Linked DNA regions of Mus musculus: all the other regions are linked to region 1. The links are chromatin contacts, called in public Hi-C and HiChIP or PLAC-seq maps. All regions are on one chromosome and are shown on one strand. The core of a region is the stretch at or near the end of the contact, and the rest is flanking DNA. Distances in the headings are between cores, read along the strand shown.

The links. Hi-C and Micro-C count contacts between places; a contact is called where the count stands out from the background. HiChIP or PLAC-seq counts read pairs in DNA pulled down with a chosen protein or histone mark.
Region 2: a Hi-C map of the C2C12 cell line shows a contact between it and region 1, with 6 times the contacts expected there. The contact joins two enhancer-like sites. A contact is called at or near these places in 2 of 484 Hi-C or Micro-C datasets (3T3-L1-derived adipocytes and the C2C12 cell line) and 3 of 115 datasets of contacts at active chromatin or transcription factors (large pre-B cells, pancreatic cancer cells and vascular smooth muscle cells).
Region 3: a contact with region 1 is called in a FOXA1 HiChIP or PLAC-seq map of pancreatic cancer cells. The contact joins two enhancer-like sites. A contact is called at or near these places in 1 of 484 Hi-C or Micro-C datasets (embryonic fibroblasts) and 8 of 115 datasets of contacts at active chromatin or transcription factors (bone marrow-derived macrophages, craniofacial prominence, embryonic basal ganglia and 5 more).

Annotation. Positions count from the first base shown.
Region 1 is chr13:32,266,104-32,270,975 of GRCm38.p6, reverse strand. All of the region lies in intron 1 of Gmds (GDP-mannose 4, 6-dehydratase), which reads left to right. Among named protein-coding and RNA genes, the nearest start is that of Gm52055, 34 kb to the right of the region's middle. Within about 2 kb of position 2,580, at least 41 of the 459 cell types and tissues checked have an H3K27ac peak or open chromatin away from gene starts, as enhancers often do. A contact at or near this core is called in the C2C12 cell line, embryonic fibroblasts and pancreatic cancer cells, where this site is marked.
Region 2 is chr13:32,608,967-32,613,276 of GRCm38.p6, reverse strand. No RefSeq gene overlaps it. Among named protein-coding and RNA genes, the nearest start is that of Gm40876, 150 kb to the right of the region's middle. Within about 2 kb of position 1,651, at least 104 of the 459 cell types and tissues checked have an H3K27ac peak or open chromatin away from gene starts, as enhancers often do. A contact at or near this core is called in the C2C12 cell line and pancreatic cancer cells, where this site is marked.
Region 3 is chr13:31,818,795-31,823,665 of GRCm38.p6, reverse strand. It overlaps Gmds (GDP-mannose 4, 6-dehydratase), which reads left to right. Exons shown (of 11, transcript NM_146041.2): 10 at 3,456-3,524; 11 at 3,688-4,080. The coding sequence ends at 3,750. Among named protein-coding and RNA genes, the nearest start is that of Foxc1, 15 kb to the right of the region's middle. Within about 2 kb of position 2,770, at least 118 of the 459 cell types and tissues checked have an H3K27ac peak or open chromatin away from gene starts, as enhancers often do. A contact at or near this core is called in embryonic fibroblasts and pancreatic cancer cells, where this site is marked.

The sequences.
Region 1 (4,872 bases), core at 1,331-3,830:
AATATAATTCTCAAGGTAGTAAAGGCTTTGTGAAAAGATCAGTTTGTACAACTTAGTATGGTTGGATGTCACAGCAGTCAGAGTACATGCAACTTGTGGTGGGAGCAAGGTGGTAGAGTTGCTACAGGAAGCTCAGAGGAGGAACATGGTCTGTACCCTCTAGGCTGACCAGCTTGGTGCAGGCCTCTTGATGAAAATTTGAAGTAGCCACATGATTTCAGCTTGTAGGTAATTTTTATGGTACTTGTTCACCATTAGGACCATTATTGGCACTGGCCCTTATACCATCATCCGGTATTTTACACTAGGTTCTAAGATAGATGTAACCATTCTTAATTTGACATCTGAAGAGGTTGCTCAAACTTTTCATTGGATTCTTTCACATCTGTAGAGTAATGCTGGCATCACTGAGACAGTTAGAGATACAGGAGGCTGCTGTTCATCATCAAGAGCAGTCATTTTGAGGTTGTGATAGAGCAGATAAGGTGTTAGAAAGGAGTGGTGTGGCATACAGGACGGGAAGAGCAAGGGGAGCAGCGGTGGCTCCTGGAGGCCAGGAGGGGAGCAGTGTGGATTGAGCTGTTACTTCCTGTAACCAGCACCTTCTCTTAGAAGTTCTGATATTTGCGGGTCCAAATCTGATTGTGTAGTCAGCTACAAGAGAGATGTATAGAGGATATGTTTACTTTTTATTTGTTGGAATGTTATGAAAACCTGGTATGCTTGATTCTGTTACTTGAACCAGCAATAATTTTAGTAGTACTATGACTATTTTAGGTATGAAGTTTGAAATTCCAACTTTGAACACATGAAACTGGAAAAATAAAAACCCAAATCTGCTCTTTTATGTTAGTAATAAATTTCTGCTTTTCTAACCAGACTAGTGGTTTCAAGTTCCAAATGTATAAGAAAAAAAAAATGATGGGAAAAAACACTGAGGACAGATACCTACTGTTTGATTCTAGCTATAGAAAACCACAGTCTTGATTTATGGCACCCTAGTGCCATGGGAGGAGAGTTTAAAAACCAATGAACTTGCCAAGTCAGTACCTTTCCACTAATGCAAAAGTGGCCTCCTATGCTGTGGCTGATTTAGGATTCCAGAGACATGCAGTTGGGGGCATACACAGGCCTGGACCTCGAGTAGTCACACCGTGGTCAGGTAGTCTTTCTGTTCCTTAGAAAATTGACTGAATTGTTTATATTTCTTAAATGTATATCCTTGCATTGCTCAGGAGCCAGTTTAGTCTCAAGAGATTTTGTTTATGAACACAGTGACCTTATCAGGCATAGACAATTTCCTGTGTTATTAAGATGTTCCTTGGCAGAATATTATTTTTCTTGGTGAACATATCATGGTATAAAACACGCACAGAGCCAGATTTTTTTTTTTTGAGTGAATTAGCTGTATTGTCATTTATCTGTTGCAGATCTTGTTTTTGAGTTTACTGACAGCCACTCCTGTAGTTAGTGACTTGCTTGGATGAGGTTTTGGCTTTCTCTCCTTTTATTCTGACTTTTAGCAGCCTGAGTCATAGTCAGGAAGTCCTCTGAAGCCAACCTTTTAGCTCTTATTTTTATTTCAGGGACACTTTAGGAAATGGTAACTCTGCCCAAGACAGGAGTGTTTGGTTTTTCTATGGAATGATAAAGATCTTGTTTTGTGTCTCCAGTACGAGTTCTCCTTCTATCCTAGAACTTGGTCTGAGGGGTGTGATGGAGAGCAACAGTTGAAGTTGTGTTTCCAGATTCTCAAGGGTATCCTAAGAGGAAAAAAAAATCCAAAACCAACCAACCAATCAACCAACCAACCCCCAAACTACTTTGAAGCTTCCTTGGGAATCCACCTCCTGCCATATATGGAGGTCTTGCTGGTGCTGCTTTTCACATCACTTTGTGGCCATGTTTCATCAGTGAGGTTAACACATATGTAGAACTAAATGACAGTCATTCTTCAAAATGAATTTAGCATAATACTTTTGACAAATATTAATTTAAAATGTTTCAAAGAAAGACTTCTTTAAAAATTCAGATTACATGATTAACAGAAGTGTATATTTGGAGAAGTTATTTGTAATTTTTTTTTTTTTTTGATTTTGCAGTCTGAGTTTGGCCAGTGCTATGTTAAGTTCTTCATATGATTATTCCAGTAGCTGCAACTGAATTACATTTTTGGTACTTTTTCTCTGTGATTTAAAAAAAATTTTTTTTTTGTAGAATTAAATTGTATAAAAGAATATGGTAGGAGAAGGTGTCAGACCTCATTTGAATCTTTTGTCTCTTATAGCTCGTAATTGTTCCTTCTTCCTTCCTTTCTTCTTTCTGTGATCTCTGTCCTCTTAAAAGACTAAGTTTCATGATTCCCAGTGTAAGCAGGCACGTTTGTGAAGAGTAGCTAAAGGCTCTAATTGTCCTCATCTCTGATCCTGTCAGGAATGAGTTAATTAGACACCTCATTTATGCCAGCCGAGAAAGAAAAAGCTGTAGCCTGGCTGGGTGTGTTGACTTGAGCAAAGGAGGCCTGTGTGAAGGTTGCAGGAGTGAGAGCTATTAGTCACAGAATTTATCAAGCTTCTCCCCTAACACTGAGGGGAGCCATGACAACTTAGTGGTAATCAAATGGTCCCCGAGTTTCCTGAGCAGTTTATGCTATGCAAACAGTTTGCATTCATGCCTCTTACTGAGATTTGGAAGTTCCTGTACTATGGTTTTCTGGATATTGTCACATTCATATAATTGAGAGGTACACCATTTTATTTTGACGTCTAGATGGTAGTTGTTTGAGTTATTGGGAAATTTTGGTTGACGTTTTTCTTTTTCTTTTTTTTCATTTTTCAGGTGAAACTAAATATCACAGGACATACTTATATTTTACTTTTGCATTATAATTTTACCATTTTCCAGAAAGTGTTTTCTTATTCTAAATTAAAGAACCATTACCTGTCTGACGGGGGAGTTAGATGTAAACTGAGTTGGAATTTTGGTGACTGGTGTGTGTGTGTCTGTGTGTGTGTGTGTGTGTGTGTGTGTGTGTTACATAGCTAACATATGAAGGGAAAATAGAAGTTGGAAGCAGGAAGGTGATGAAAAGGGCACTGTGGGAGTTGAACATGAAAGAATGGTGCTTTCATAAGGAGAGAGATATTGATGTGGTTTTGGGGACCTGAGGTTTGTTTTTGTTTCAGCCACTATCTTTGTGACAATAGTGAATCAAAACTGTATCAGCAGGCAGGTTTTAATACCCATTTCCAAACAGAGATGTCTCTCTAAGATACACAGGGAAAGGCTAACATAGACTGCCCATATTTGTTCTGCTTCTCATTTTACCCTTGAGGAATGAAAGAATCCCGTGGAGCACTGCCAGCATTAGTTTAGGCTGAAACATATAATTGTATTGGGTAATAAAGGAATTTAAAAATTCCTGTTGTTTTTCCTGTGGCTTTCTTTCACAAATCAGACTAATGGTGAAATACTTTTGCAAGTGTTCTCATTCATCTCTGACTGATGTAAGAATCCTAGTGCCTTGTGGTTTCATAATTACCAAAGCCCTAATTTCTTTGGCAGCTCTTTTCTCTCTGTGTAGATTTTCCTTTTGGCAGCAAAAATGTTTACTCACATGCCATGATTAGTACTGGCATTCCTGGACGGTGGAGGCAGCATCTGCATGCTGATGGATTAGCCACAAGTGAGATAATCTTTTATATACAGGTCAGCAGAATAGCTGCCACTGGTCACTGAGATGAGCTATAGATTTCTGACTGCTTGCTTATGTCTAGGATCATATAGAATGCATCTGAATCTGGTAGTTTTTATTCTACCCTAGAAATTACAGCACCATGGCCATACTCATCAAGTCAAGGAATCTGAAAACATTTGCATGTTTTTGAAGAGTGTTTTCTAGACCTTGCTGTCTAGTAGATGAACAATATCTCCTGAGAGCCAGGGAGACACAGAATCTCTGTTCGAGCCTGGTCCTGTGCTCTAGAAAGTATTGACATTGTAAAGGAGCTGTCCTGTGGTTGCCAGTGGAGGTTTAGTGTGTCTGCTAGTCTCGCAGCAGCCTTCACCACAGCGGAACTACCTTGCAGTGGAAAGGGCAAAAGTTTATTATTTGCATAGCTGGAGTGAAGCAGTCTGACTGGTTCTTGCATGTATTTTTCTTGATAGACATTTGGTGGTCTCTCTTTATTTTCTATAACATTAGTAGAGAAAATCCATGGCATTTGTCTCTTTTATGTAAAATCCTGATTGACTTTTTATTTTAACAAGATATTGAAGGAAGCATGGGCTATTTAGTGTGTGTAAAGAAAATAAAAAATATTGAGAAGAAATCGAAAAGCTCTCAAGCCGAGAGAAAAAAATAGTATTTATCCCAAATAATATCTATATATTTTCATATTAATAGTGATAAATTCTACTCATAGTATTTGTTCTCAGTGATGCTGCAATCTAAAGAAAATTTATAGGCGAAATAATAAAAATCTAAAATACTGAACTTTAAAATAAAACTGAAGTACTAATGCATCTTATTTTCATGTTTACCAAAAAACATTCTATGGCTAAAATTTAAAAGTCAGTTTTAAGTTTCTTGTTAAAGTAAGTGACTGCTTTTGCTTTGAATCTCATTTGTTTACTAGCTCGTCTCACTTCTTATTCACTGATCATGTGCAGGGCTATGACTGTGTAGAGTGCATCTTCATTAGATTTTCATTTGTTTGCTGAGAACATACCTGTGGGAGAAAGGGAGGGAGGGAGGGAGGGAGGGAGGGGAGGGAGGGAGGGAGGGGAGGGAGGGAGGGAGGGGAGGGAGGGGAGGGAGGGAGAAAGGGGGAGGAAAGAGAATGAATTTGTGAGACAGATCAAAAAAATTTG
Region 2 (4,310 bases), core at 402-2,901, 340 kb before region 1:
ACTAGCTACCTTTGCAGAACTTTGATTATCTTTAGTGACTTTAATCTTCTGTGCTTTGGGCATCAAAAGCAGGGCCAACAGGATAGACAATATCTTAGGTGTGTGGTGTTCTATTACCAATCTTTAGCCCAGGCTACACTGATTACTATTTACAAAAGAAGGCTAATAGTCCCTTCAATTGGATGAAAATGGAATTACAGTATGTCAGAACATGGATGGGAAACTTTTTCTACAAATAACTAGGTAGCTAGAGAGAGGGCTATTATAACTACTAACCAATGAGAAAATAGTGTTTAAACAAGAGGTGTGGCCATGCTACAATAAAACTTTATACATAAAAACAGCCTGCAGTCTAGATCTGGCCCAACAGTTGTTTGTTTATCCCTATTTTTGATCCAAATATTTTCTTTTTCTTTTCATTCTTAGTGCTGAGGGGTTTAACTTGGAGAAGCAGGTTTTCTACCACTGGATTTTACCTCCAGCCCCAGATTCAGCTTCTGTTTGTTTATTTAACCTCATGACTTTGATAAAGGAAAACTAACTATGAGGATAAATGACAGTCCCTAGGTTGCTCATGTATCGTATCATCTATACATACATTTTTAATATTTATTTTTCACATGTAAGAGAATATCCTCTACTAACATGCAGGTTCTTCAGCCCAGCCCACCCTACTGAACTTCCACAAGTCACTGCTCAGCACAATGGGGAGAGCTCGCTCAGGCTTTGACCTCAAAAGTAAACATGAGACCATGTGAGTACTTAGCATTTGATGTCAGGAGACATCTCAGTTTGTATGGTTCACAATCAGGCTTGATACCCAAACTGAAGCAAGCCTCCCTTCTCCCTCACATATTCAGTTATGATATAAGAGTTTGTCCTATGTCCAGTACTGCCAAATCTGAGCCGGGTCCAAGGACCCCTACCCAATCTACCTGTGCCCAGAACCACAGCCCCCACCCCAGGAGACAGGGTAGACGAGGTCAACTGGAGGTCACCTCTTCTCATCACACCAGAACACGTGCAGAAGCTATCTGATTGCACAGTTGGCTCCATTAGGTTAACATGTGCACGTTCAGCCACACAGGTGAAATTGATTTATGCCAGGCTGCAGAGGCCAGGGGCTGCCCACCATGTGGGAAGAGTAGGATTCTTCTCACTTGGAAATTGTGAGAAATTCAATTTGAATGTGCACCCTTTTCACCCCTGAGGCAAGCCTGAGGCCACCTGAATCAAAACCAGATGGCTTCTCAGGCCTAAAGATAACAAATAGCAATTCATAGTCCTGTCGGCAGAGGACCACCAGAGCAAGGGCCGGCCAGACATGCAGCTGGCTGGCTTCTAGAACTCTGCCGCGATGCATATTAATGTTCAGTAGATCTGGAGCGGAACCTCAGCCCTCCCACTACCCCCAGTGCCTAAGAACATCCCATCATTGTAAACTGGTTATTTGAGACTGTTCAAGTGAAACACGGAACCCCTGTGTGCAAAGCCCCACTTCCTTTGCCATCTGCCCCATGCAGGGGCCGGTTTGGTTTGGCAGAGCAAGCAGGTGCCCTCCCAGCTCTGAGATCTGAGCTCCATCAGTCAGGAGTCCGCGGTGACCCAAAGTCTTGGGTGGCCGCCTTCACACGCACACTTCCTGTCAGCTGATCCATCTGCCACCCACACACTGTCTTGAGCTCAGAGATTCTTGAAGGAGGGGACAGCCCACTTACAAACCTTGCCTGGAATTACCAGGGCAGCTAAAAAATAAGACTCGGCTTTTTCAAACAAGGGAGGTGAGAATTTCAACATGAAGCCTGGAAAATGCAAGCTTTGGGCTGATCACTGAAATGGGGTCTTATAAACAAAGGATCATAATGTCTAGAAGTTTGTCTCAAAATCATATTTGGAGAGGGAAGAGGGAAATATATAGGGTGTTTTCTCAGAAGCAGGGTTTATTTGGGGACCTAAGCACATGGGCATCACCAAAATAGATCTTTCTTCCTCCTGTGTGTCACACTAGTGACTCAGGAGAGCCCTAAGCAGCCCTGTAAGTCACCAACCATCTCCACTGTGTAAAAACAAAGTCTAGTAAGCCCCAAGGAATGTGGAGGGCTTGGCTTCTTTATCTACTCGAAGTATAAGCCACGCACTTGGGTACTCAAGGCATAAATCATGCACAGATTACATGCCCCGAGTACTTGCAACTGTTTTTCTCACGTTGCCCAAGCTCTGACCTTGATCTCAACATGAAAAGCAACCGTGCAGTTCCTGCTGACTTCAGGGCCAGTGAGTGTTGGGCTGAAGACCTGGTAGGGGCATAGGTGCCAACCCCTTGCAGCCAGAAAACCCTGGCTAGCCCAGCCCCTGAGATTTACTTCCCAAGAGAGAGAAGCGCAGACTGGAGTGGGGCTTTGCTCTCTCTGTCTTTCCTCAGATCAAGGCGGTGCATCACATTGCTTACCCTGATGTGCCAGAAGTGCAGATGTTGCACCACCTGGAATGAGAAGAGAAAGCCTGCATTGTCCCCTCTGCAGACAAGGCTTCCAGAGGACTGTGCCTAATGTCAGGTCTCACCAACATTGAAACAGAACTAAACTAGGCTTCTGCCTCAGATTCATATTGAATCCCTTGCAGGGTTTAAGTCAGCCCCGGAAAGAGAGCTGTCACAGTTGCCACTACCTCCAAAGGACCACGGAGAGGGGTGGTAAGCCTGAGGAGCATACAAGAGGAGGCCCTGTGTTCTGGGAAACAGAAGATGTAGGTGCTTAGTAAGGACTTTCTGGCTCTCTATGGCACCTGGCTCTTGTTTTAGCAAGTATTCTTTCCCAGTGCTCTGTTAGAGCATCCGGTGCATTGTTTCCCTTCTCCTGAGAGCTCTGATGATATGAACTCACATGAGAAGAGCAGACTTATAGAAAGTGCTTATCTATACAGATGGTGGAGCTGGTGAGGAACTTTCTCTTGCCCACACTGTGTCCCTCAGGTGTCGTCATAGCAGACAGCTACCTGATCGGCAACCATGTTTGCTGCCCTAATTATTATTATTATTATTATTATTATTGTTGTTGTTGTTGTTGTTGTTGTTATTTTGTGATGCAGTTAGTGTGACTTTGTCATACCGGAATAACAGCCGTGTGTTAGGAAGTGGATACACATGCAGAGATGCACATATGTACACACACTGCATATACCTGCATATACGCATACACTTCAGGTGCTTACCCATATGGACAAGTTGAAACTATCACTGTATCAGTGAGGAAGGAGAGGAGGTAGATTCTGAAACAATGGCTCCCACAACTCATATTAGGTTTGTTTGCTTGTTTGTTTGTTTCTTTCCGCTGTGGCAAAACACCATGACCAAGGAAACTTACAAATGCTTCACCTGGGCTTACAGTTCTAGAAAGTTAGAGTCCATGACGGCTGGGACACAAACAGCAGACACAGTGGCTGGGACAGCAAACCGAGAGAGCTCGTGTCATGGGCTGCAAGCAGGAAAGAGCAAACTGAGACTAGCAAGAGGCTTTTAAACCTCAAAGCCCACCTCCAGCGAAGGTGGCCCTTCAGCAAGGCCTACACGGACTGAAATAGCACCACCAGCACAACCCAGTATCCAGACACCTGAGCCTATTAGGGAGCAACATTCTCACTCCATTCTCCACCTTCTCACAGACATCCAGTACTTCAAGTGATATCAGGGGAAAGGCAGAGAGTGTTGGGAACAGAACGCAGGCTCTGACATGTCACATGCCTGGACAATGGTGATCTGAAATCAGATGAGAGTAGACAAGGCAGCTGTTCGAGAAAGAGGGACAGGACTGGGTTCTGGCAAGGAGGGAATATGCATGGACCCATGGCAGTAGGTAGCTCTAAAACCTGGCTTCAAAAGACCTCTGATGGTTTGTTGGTGAGAGCAGCAGAGAGACAAACAGTGTTGCCAGTGGTCTAGGGTGTACCCCAAGGACATCCACATCCTAGGCAAACTACAAAGAGTTTCTAGTCCAGATGTTCAAAACCCATTGTTAGATTAGAATACATTTGGCTTCTTTCTCTAAAATCTCAACGTGGTGTGCACATATGCCTTGGTGTGCATAAAGAGTTAAAATGTGAGGTGGGGAGCAAATGGGAAGCAAGAAAGGACCCACAATTGTTGACCATGGCTATTCCAACACAACAGTAGAATAAAACCTTAGAATAAGGGATCCATTCAAATAATCAAATTAGAGCTCTTGTTATGGTGCTGAGCCCTGGGTAAAGTCCCCACTACACCTGATCCCACTGAGCCACCTGTAAAGACCTATTGTACATCCTGGGGTCCTGTG
Region 3 (4,871 bases), core at 1,521-4,020, 450 kb after region 1:
GAGTCATTTGTGCAAGTTCAAAAGTCTTAGAAGGCTTAAATATGAAAGAAGTGCATATGGCCTTTGTCCCTACCCACAAAGTCGTGTGAGAGCACAGCACCGCCTGGCTTCCCTGGAGGAGTCCAGCTCCCAACCCCGACTTCTCTGCGAGTCAAAGGAAATGATCTTTAAGGGAGCATTTCCTGTCTGCCCTCCTGTCCAGCACTATATGCCTTCACACACTGGCCTTGTCATGCCACCCCTGAAGTCTGCCTGAGCAGACTTGCAAATGAAATGAGCCATTGACCAGATCCCACGGTAGATAGATCTTTTCTTTTCTTTCTTTTTTTGTTCATGTGTTTTCTTTCTTTCTTTCTTTCTTTCTTTCTTTCTTTCTTTCTTTCTTTCTTTCTTTCTCTCTCTCTCTCTCTCTCTCTCTCTCTCTCTTCCTTCCTTCCTTCCTTCCTTTCTTTTTCTTCCTTCCTTCCTTTCTTTCTTTCTTTCTTTCTTTCTTTCTTTCCTTCTTTCTTGGTTTTGTTTGTTTGTTTGTTGTTTTGACAGGCTAATAACTCCGTAAATCAGACTGGCCTTGATCTCAGAGATCATCTGCCTGCCAGAGCCTCCTGGTTGCTGGGATTAAAGGTGTGCACCCCCACCTGCTCACCCTCCCCCACCCCAGGCTTAGGAAGCTGTTTCCTTAGGACAGTAAAGCCCACAGCAGGCTGAATTGATGGAGACAAAGGAGAGCTCCCCCACCTAGGCAGGGGCAGGTGAAAGAGAGTGGGACAGAAGTCTCTCCACTGTTTCAACTCAGTGGCAACTGGCAACAAGAGCCACTGCTTGGTTCTGACAGGACCTCATGCTCTTCCTTCCCAAGGCTTCTTGCTCTACTTAAATTTCAGGGAGTCAGGGCTTTGGCAGAAGGCTGAGGAAGCTTCAGTCTTAAGAGCTGAGCTCAAAACTGAATTGTGCAGTTTAGCTGGGCCTGTCTCTGGTTTCAATGAAATACTTTTACAGTATATGTTAGTAGTGTCTGTTGCTAAGCTTTTGAAAACCATTTTTCTTTTTCCTTAATTGTAGTTGCCTGGTTGTTTTTATATTATGAGCTACTTGTAGAAAAATACAGGAAACATAATTACAATACAACCTTCCCTTTCCCAAGCCTACTGAGATCATTTGAAACCAGACAGGGTTTTAAGGCTCTTTTAGCTGTATGTTCACAGCCATGAATTGCATCCATGCTGAGTTGGTTAATTTACAGCCCTGCTATGTGATTCTACATAACCGTGTTCTCCTGAAGCTGCTGTAGGAGGGAGCCAGGGAGGGGCTGGAGGACATTGCTCCAGGACTCCAAGCTACACAGCTTCCTTCCTCTGGGGAAAAAGAAGGAATATCTTTGTGTGACTTTTACACTAAAAAAGCAGCATTGTAAAAGGATATTCAAGTTTATTTAGGGAGAGAAAAGAGAAATAAATTACTTGGTTTGTTTTTTTCACCTACACTGGCAGCTCCAGGTAGCACTGTGCTATAAACGCAAATTACTAATTCTGGTATCCTACCTTTCCTGGGGAGTCTGGAAATGGGCTTTTAGGCCTGCAGAAATAACTTGCTTCACTCTGGTGAACACTCTGGGGAGGAAGTGGGTACTTCAGCATATTGTGAAATGCAAAGCCTTTGGGAATTTGATTTATTCAAGCCTAAAAAGCAATGCTGGATGATTGAGAAGGAGAGTCCCTGAATGTCCTCTGCTTGAGTAAGAGTCAGGCTGGGAAAGGGAATCCAGACCGCCTCTGCTTGGAAGGCCCAGGTGAGCACATTGTGTGCACACACAGATAGCTTATACCTAACCCCAGCCTACCCATCTGAAATCCAGAATAAAATGCCTTTGCCTGCCGAGTTCAGGAGACTGAGAGCAGGAGAAGCCTTTTACTGCAGCATGGTTACGATTATCGGTGGCTGTCACTCAGAGGGATGGTTCACTTGTCCAATAGTGTACTGCTAAAATAAAGTGCCTTAATGTAATACTTATCACTATAAAGATCACCTCCCCCCTCCCTTCCTGCCCAGTCCCTGGTTATTTTGAGTCTTGGCATATTCATATGGTATCCTCATACGAATAGACCTAACTGGAGTTCCCTGCTTTTTTCTTCCTTTCCTCTCTTCCCTTTCATCTTATCTTGAAATTCCCACTAGTCTTGAGACCTGCAATAAAGAACTGTGAGTGAGGGCCAAGATAGAGGATTTTCTTCTCTTCTGTTTCTTGTTTGTTGCCAGTCTTCTTTCCAAGGAAACCTCTTAAATGAATAATTGTGAACTTCTCTTGCTAGAATTCTCCAGGAAGCCTGAATCCACATGTGTTTCCCCCGGTAAAGTCAGAGCCGAGCAAGCCGATTAGGCTTGGCTCTGTGCTGTATGTTAAGGCCCACTCCTGGGCCGTGTCAGTGGTTGTCAGCACTCTTCTCTGAAAGTGGACCTGTAAATAGCAGGCAGAGAGAGGTGAAAAGCTAGAGAAAGGGTCTAGACCGACAGGGGTACATGGCCTCTAATGCAGAGTTTCAAACTGAGATTTGCAAGTTTGTCCCATGAGTCGAGAAAAAAAATCCCCATATTCTAAGGAAGAAAGATAAGAGTAGAACAGACCCTTTAGTGTGGCTGCGAAAAGGAGGTTTCGGTTTAGGAGCTTGTGGGTTCCCTGCTGACTGGCAGAGAGAGCTGTCTCTACCCTAGCAGAGCCAGGGCTCAGCCCCTGCTACTGTAAGCTCTGCTCTCTAGGCTGACCACGCTGTGGTGGTGCCGATCGATCGCCTGCAACTGCCTGCCCGCCTGGGCTGTCCCAAAAGCTGGAGACTGGAGGTAGGGATCCGATCCGCTACTACGAATCCAGGCGGCCAGGCGCCAGGGACAGGGCAAAGGCTATAGAACTGATGGTAGGTAGTGGGGCCTGAGGAAGTGTAGTTTCTAGGGACCTAGCAGATGAGTCAGGGTTCTGCCGGTCGAGGATCTGGAATTACTGTTCTGCAGTGGAACTCCCCTGCCGGCATGATTTACCCGTGGCCTTGCCGAGAAGTGCAGTAACTTAACAGTTCTTACAGCAGTTCTCCTGACAACTTAATATCTAAGAAAGAAAGAAAGAAAGAAAGAAAGAAAGAAAGAAAGAAAGAAAGAAAGAAAGAAAGAAGGAAGGAAGGAAGGAAGGAAGGAAGGAAGGAAGGAAGGAAGGAAGGAAGGAAGGAAGGAAAGAAAGAGAAAGAAAGAAAGAAAGAAAGAAAGAAAGAAAGAAAGAAAGAAAGAAAGAAAGAAAGAAAGAGAAAGAGCCATCGGAGTCACTAGGACAAGGTGGGGCAGGGAATGTGGGCAGTTGGAGATGCTTACTTGCAAGGTCCTAGCTGACCCGATGGTAAGTACCTGATGAGACAGATTGGGCAAGGGGTATGACAAGCCCATGCATGCACAGCTCATCTGCCATCTCTCCACAGGACTTTCTGCAGGGAGACTGCTCCAAGGCTCAGCAGAAGCTAAACTGGAAGCCCCGCGTTGCCTTTGACGTAAGTTTTGTCTCCAGTGCATATTCTCAGAGCTGCTAGCTGTGAGCTCTTGCTGGCGGGCTGTTGTCAAACAGGAGACCTTTCAGGGCCCTGTGAGGAGGTGTTATAGGAGAGGGTGGCAGAAACTCCGCCCTTACGGTCCACCCTGAATCTTGGGTTGCAGGAGCTGGTGAGGGAGATGGTGCAGGCCGACGTGGAGCTCATGAGGACCAACCCCAACGCTTGAGCCCCTCTGCAGAGACTCGAGGGGCATGGTGACAGTGCAGAGCCAGGGAACCAGAGTCCAGTAACTCCTGCCAACCATGGACCCTCGACCTCCTGTGCTGTCCCTGTATCCAGAGCTGGGCCACAGAGGTTTGTAGAGCCTGGGACAGGACACACCAGAGCTAAGGCCGCATTGCTTTTGTCAAAGTCTCCTCCTCTGACTGGTTTCAGGAAATCAAGAAGTTTGAATCACATACTCATTTTACTTGAAATTATGTCACTAGACAACTTATATTTTGGAGTCTTGAGATTGTTTTTCTCTTTTCTTATTAAATAATCTTTCTATAAACCAGCACTAACAGAGTTTGCTGTGTATGTTTTCTCCAGGTTATAATGTAGGCAGTTTATGGCCCCAGACCACACCCACACCCACAGCTGGGGATGGAACAGTCCTTAGTTCCTTTGGGAGAGCCCCTGTTGAAAAGACCCTAACCTAAGCTGGCAGAGCACCCAGCTAAGTCTCTGCCTTAGGACACACCTATCCCCTGCTGAACTGAAACATTCCTATCCGGTCTTGTCTCTGCTGAGTTTAATTAGAACCACCTAGCTTTCACCCTCTCAGAAAAGGCTCATGAAACATGGGCTAAAAGAAACTTTGATGGTAAGTAAATATTGCTGGAACATTGTATGTGAAAGCCCAAAAGCCCCCAATGCCTCTTCTATGTGCTAGAGTCTTTCACACAATATTTACTTCCAACATCTAACCTTCAGTACTAGGTCGCTTTTTAAACTGAATTTTGACTCGTCAGTTCAGTCTGCTTACATCCTAATGTACACCAGACATCATGCTGATCCTTCAGACTCATCAATACTAGTTAGAAGTTATGAGAAAGAGACTTAGAACGGAGGCTCCAGTGCCACTGAGTTTCTCGTTTATGTGCTAGAATTATATGGACCCGTGTTCCTGAGCTGTGGACTGTGTAGCTACAGGTGATACATAAGTGGACAGAACCCCTCCCTGGAGCAAGCAAGGATCTGCCTGCAGGTATACAGTCTTGCATGAAATAGTGTTTTGGCCTAGAACAAATTAGGTCAGGACTCTTCTCCCCTTCACGCCCCTTCCAAGCAAAATAAAATAAAACT